Linked DNA regions of Gossypium hirsutum: region 1 is linked to region 2. A link is a contact called in public Hi-C data. All regions are on one chromosome and are shown on one strand. Each heading gives the region's core, a stretch centred on a gene start, on an enhancer-like site or on the middle of the called end of the contact. The rest is flanking DNA. Distances are from core to core; before and after follow the strand shown.

What was found. Hi-C and Micro-C count contacts between places; a contact is called where the count stands out from the background.
Region 1: a Hi-C map of leaf shows a contact between it and region 2, with 2.7 times the contacts expected there. The contact joins the promoter of LOC107887184 here to the promoter of LOC107887187 in region 2. A contact is called at or near these places in 6 of 34 Hi-C or Micro-C datasets (callus and leaf).

Annotation. Positions count from the first base shown.
Region 1 is chrA03:53,674,094-53,677,202 of Gossypium_hirsutum_v2.1, reverse strand. It overlaps LOC107887184 (transcription factor bHLH162), which reads right to left and starts at 1,694. Exons shown (of 4, transcript XM_016811349.2): 1 at 1,578-1,694; 2 at 1,268-1,459; 3 at 116-454; 4 at 1-19. The coding sequence starts at 1,408.
Region 2 is chrA03:53,261,847-53,264,945 of Gossypium_hirsutum_v2.1, reverse strand. LOC107887187 (E3 ubiquitin-protein ligase SIS3) reads right to left here and starts at 1,348. Exons shown (of 10, transcript XM_041093788.1): 1 at 977-1,348; 2 at 854-888; 3 at 555-621; 4 at 362-389; 5 at 1-47. The coding sequence starts at 886.

The sequences.
Region 1 (3,109 bases), core at 445-2,944, 410 kb before region 2:
CAACTCTAGAAAGTTTAGCCTGCAATTTAACAAAATTAAACCATATTAGAGAGAGAGAGAGAGAGAGAGAGTAAATAATTAAAGCAGAATCAATTGGATTAAGTGGTCGCCTCACCTGAGCATGAAGGGTATGAAAAATCTTGCCACCCACAGTGGAAAAGCTGGCACTTACAACTTCAGCCCCTTCTTGTTCAAAAATGCTAATAACTTCATATAGCATGAAGTTTTTATTCAATCCGGTTATCAGAACCAATTCAATGCTTGACCCGAAATCTCTTAATTCAAGCACAGGCGAAGTTAAACCAACCGATGCTGTCCTCTCCATCATGCTACTGCTTGCTTCCGTGGATCTCATTGCTTCTTCTTTCAACCTCTTTAATTTCTCTATCCTTTCTCTCAAATGTTTTATATAGGCAGCTGCAAGATCAAGCTGGTCTTGTTGTGATGCAATTTCCTGCAAAACCCCCATAATTTGTTCATTATTAACAGTCTAAAACCCTGGTTGATTCAGTGATCACAGGAGAAAGATATTATCATGTGACAAGGATAATTTGTCTTTTGCTTTGTCCCTACTGAAAATTTCGAATCACCAATATTACCAGCAACAATTTTGCATTGGAGGATCTAGAAGACTAAAGGTTGTCCACAGAAATGCACTCGTAATCTAATCAACGGATAGAATTAAAAGACATAAATTATTTGTTGATAAATAGCAATTCCTGATAAGGATAATACTGCATATTCTTGTACTTACCTGTAACAATCTCTATGGTTTTAGAGGGAAAGAAAAGTGAGGGTAAGATAAGCCCTTTGATTTGACATTTTAGGATGGGAATTAAATTGGATACTTACTGAAATATTATGAGTACAAGTCCAAAGAAAATAATCCCTCCATTTAGTTTATATACAAAATAGCCCATAAAAGATTGAGAAGTCGTACGTATTGGATTTTCAATTTTCATATATAAATATATATATTTATATGCTGAATGAAAGATAAAAAAAGGTGTACTTAGTTAGGGTTCAACAAAGCTTGACACCTCCAATACGACACTTAAATGAAAATCTAAATGCAACAATCTTTTAAGTTGATGATTAGAAAGGTTGATCTTTAATCATTAGTGAGAGAATACATCAACTCCATGTACTCGCCAATAAATTATTTATTAACAATACATAAATATGCCCTTCGAATGACTCTAAGCTCTTCCATTACCACAACACATGACTGATGAAAAAGTAACATGTAAAATAAAAGAAAAAGTACCTTGGAGGGTTTGAAGTTGTGGTGAGGAATAAGAGAGGCAAGCTTAAAACACAAATTTTTCATGTCATTTCTGCGCTTCTTCTCGATGGCTTTCCTATCAGGTTTAGAATTCGACTGACCGCCACAGCTGTTCTTCTTCATCTCTTACCGCTCGAAGCAAAAGCAAGTATTCCCTTGGATATTATTGACTGACTGAAAAGAAAGAAAGAAAATTATAGCACTGATACAACATATTTTGGGGATAAAGGCTTTGAGGTCATAACGCGGAGCTAATATATATATATATAGTGATTAGCTATGACCTACCTACCTTTGGGTATTAATGCACAAGAAGAACAGGAGAAAGGAAACAACGCCGAAGAAGATCAGGTGAGAGCTTTGTTTTGTGGACGGCGGGAGACGAGTATATATATGTTGTGAAAGCAGCGAGGTCAGGTGCATTGGACCCGCCACCTTAAAAAAATTTAGTTCTGACCCGATTCAAAAAATGAGTTTAAAATTTTACTCGAATTTAATTTGGATAAAAATGTAAAAATTTGAATTCTGTCCGACCTACTCGTATTAAAATTTTTATATAAAAATAAATTTAAACAATATAATATATCAAATACACAAAATATTAAAATAAATATTTCTCAACATTCTATTTATTCTAAATATAAATTCGAAATTATAGATTTAGAATAAATAGAAATTTTTTATTTTATACCTATTTATATAGAATCAATCAAAAATCAATCTACCCGCGAGGATTAATTAAGAAAATGTGGTTTTGTTTATTTTATTCTTATCCAAGAAAAAAAAAGAGCGATTGGATCCGTTGAAATGCGCTTTAGTTTTCAGGGTTATACTCTGAGTGATCTCCCTGTGAGTGAGCTTCTGGGAAGGATTTTAACCAAGCAACTGGAAGCGACCAGTTCCAATCAACAAAGAATACAATAATTAGGAAAAAAACTATATTTTTATTTTTAGTTGTATTTGGATATTCTTTATTTTATTGTTTTAGTTTGCTTTAGTTTTAAGAATATTATTTTCATTTTTCTTAATTTAATAAATTTAATGAATATTTAAAATTAATAAAATAGAAAATTCGAAAATATAGGGCTATACGGACTCGAACCGTAGACCTTCTGAAAAAATAAAAAAATAAATTTAAATAACATTAATATAAATGCAACTGAATAAGTAAATACTTTTAAAATAGTAGCAAAATTAATAATAAAACAAGAGTTATACAATATCTAAACAATAATAATAAAATAATAGTAATATACAGCAGTAGATTTTTTTTGTAAATTTGGGTCGAGCTAAGACCAAAAAAGCTTACCAAATACTCAGTCTATTTAAAAAATGAGTTTTATTTATTTGTTCAAGTCCATTTTTTGAAGCTTATTTTTTTATCTTAATTCTTTCACTTTTCGGATGAACCTTCTAATTAAGTCGGGTGACCGGATAAATCTAGTGAGGACCCACTACGCAAATATACTCTTAATCAGCAGTTACGTGAAATAAACAAGTCTATTTCTATCGTAATAGGCGGCCTCGCTCTTAAGTTTTTAAGCTGAAGCTGACCATTTGACCGTTTGACTACCTCAATCCTTTTAACTGACCCTCGCGCTTTCGCCGCTCTTTCTTTGGTAACTATTCTATTTCGTTTTTGTTGTTACATCGTTTTTTCAACCCTCGGATTTTCTATCTCCATTTGTTTTTAGTTGATTCTGAGTTTAATATTATCTCATAAACTGTGAATGCGAACTTCATAGCACTAACATTTTGAAAATTAGATAATCTCTCGAGTAATAGTTTTAGGTAAACATAACTTTATAGTACTATTTTAATATT
Region 2 (3,099 bases), core at 99-2,598:
CTATTCTTCCACAAAATCGAGCATACCTCTGCTGCCACCCAAAATCCCTAGAAGTAAATCAAGTCAAGCATAAGATAAGTACCTGTAAAGTAAAATGTTAGCTACTAACAGAATACTACCTTTTACAGAAGAAAGAGTTGCAGGTAAATACAACTAAGAATCAAACAGGACAAAGGTAGAAATAGATTTTTTAACTGTAATGGCTAATTGGCATTCTAGTATCTAAGTTGAGCAGCACGACAGCACGAGCATGAAATTGAAAAGCAACGGTTCAGACTTCATGATGAAAAACTCTTAAGCCCATGTTCAAACTCCGTTGCTTAAACTACTTAATAGCTACAAGTAAAAGACAAGTACTTACAAACCCATTCCAGCGGCAAGTCCATTATCTACAAACATCAAAAGACGAAAAATGAAGACAGTAGTGTAGTCAACCTGAAACATTAAGTTTCGAATTCATAAGAAACTTTTCCTGCATCAGAAAAATTCTGAAGGAACCAACTTTTCAATTCATACAAAATTCCCAAAACCAAAACGAATAAAAGAACACTCACCACGATCCATATATGCAACGGGTATGCACAATGATGATAACGCTTCCAATTGATAGCAACAATGATTCTAAAGGAAAAGAATTGTTAAAAGAACAAACAAGTACTTCTCAAACAAACACAAAAGAAGATAACAAAAGATTCATTTCCCATCCCCTTTACTCCAATTTTCCCAACAATCAAACTTTACCAAAACAAAAATAACTTTAAAAAAAGAAATCCATAGATGTACAGAACTAGCAAGAAAATCCTAAACCCAAATTAAAAATAATGAAAAATCAAAAGAGAAAAAGGATACACACTTGTAGCCAGCATAGACAAGAAGAACCCATCATACCTGCAAAAACCAAAAAACAAAAAGCAAATAATAAAATCCCAATTTTTATCTGCATAAATAAGAAAAATTAAAGAGATGAAAAACAAACCACTTGAAATCGACACCTCTGATTGCCATAGAGGAAAGAGTTTAAAGAAGTATAACAGAAAGAAAAAAAAAAGAGAAAAGAAAAGAAGGGGGCGGGAGCTTTAGAGAGTGTAAGAACAGCAAAACCCAAGAGATCTGATATTCATTTGGAAGAAAAAAAGAGAAAAGGAAACAAAAAAGAATGAAATTGAACAAGAATATATCCCTACTATGATTATCTTTGTTTATAGTTATTGATTCATTAAGCAGAAACTAATTTACGGGAATAATAAAGAAAAGAAAAAAAATAGGCACAGGTAAAGAGAGCGCAGTAGCATTTTGAGGACTTGTAAGTAAACGGAAGGGCAGACATTAATCAATCCGAGGTGGAAGGGAGGGCCTGGAATTTAATTAATTTTTAGTGATTAATTACACTTATAACAAATGTTTTTTTACAAAGTGTGGCTTTAAGAAAAAAAACAAAAACAAAATTGATTTAGACGGTGGGGAGTTGATGACACGTGTGATAGTGTGGTTACGTGCTTGAATTGAATTAGGATCGGTTAGATTAGGTATGACATTTTTAGCACAAAGAATCCTCCTCCTTGCTATGCTTTTATTTAAAAATTCAATTGAAAAATAAAATCAAAATATAAAAGAGTTAAATCATATTTTAGGGCTGGAACTTCACAACTTTTCCTATATTAGGATTTGATTTTTTTTTCTAAGTTAGGCTTTGAATTTTGTAATTATTCCTCCATTAAGGCTTAAATTTTTTTTTTCAAGTTAAGCCTTAAACTTTGGCAAATGTTCTCAAATTGGGACTTGAACTTCTTTTTAACTATGTAGTCCTTGAAAACCCTAAAATTCAAGTCCCAATATAAGAATAATTACTAAGTTTAGGTCTTAATGTGAGAATAATTACTAAACTCAGGGTTTAATTTAGACCAAAAAAAAGTTTAAGCTCCAATGTGAGAATAATTACTAAGTTCAAGACTTAACTTGGCCAAAAAAAAGTTCAAACCACAATGTGAAAAGAATTACTAACTTTAAGCCCCAAATAGTAATTTAACCCAATATAAAACTATAGCATTGGGATTCTTTCAAAGAAGGAAAAGACTAACATAGAATCAGATTTTCTTATACGAGAGGAAGTTTTTAAGATTGAATCTAAAATTTAAGGGAAATGATTTTTGTACAAAAAAAATATATTGGATAGAACTACAAAACCCAATTTTTGGGTATTATTGTGACCAAAATATCCTTGATTAGAATTTAAACTTTAAATTGATAAAAGGGAAATGATTTTTGTATAGAAAAATATTTTTGTATAGAAAAATATTGTACAAAATATATAGAACTTGCATTTCGAGTATTATTATGATTAGAATACGCTTAATTAGGATTTAAATTTAAATTAATAAAATACATCTCTCATCAAGATAGGTAATCATTGGTCATGTTTTTACGTGAAAACGAAGCAAGTTCTCCCACTAATTTATTCTCTTTCAAAGTGCAAAACACTTTTTTGCAGTTTAACCCTTCTCAAAGCATATATCTTTAACTAAGAAAGAAAATTTTCCTTTCCCAATTTCTTACCTTCATCCCCTCATCTTTCTCATCCCTCGTCCCTTCATCTTTCTTTATTTTTAAGGGGAAATTTTTGAAGTATTATTTTCAAAAAAGCAAATCTTCATTTAACTTTTATTTTTTGGTCTCTTAAGGTGTATTCCAACAATGAACGATCAAAATCAAATGAAGATGTAATGCACCTCACTCGACCCGATCTCCGGGTCTAAGCTTTGAGATGTCATATCCGTTGCCGGAGCAACTACTGACAAAAACATTAAAATAAATCATTGTATGATAAATAAACTTTCCTAAGACTCAATCTAATGTACAAAAACTTGATTGTTAAATTGAACATGAAATAGGGTAAAATTGCAAAATTACAAAATTCTTGAATAGGTATCGATACCCCTAAAAAGTACTGATACCAAATTTAACTTTGATGTTTGAAACACTCATCCTTAAAACAAGTATCAATAATTAACTTATGGTACCAATACTCACTTACAAGTATCGATGTCATGTTCTAGTATTGATACTATTTTACGATTCTGTTTCTTTTGAAAAAATAATTAG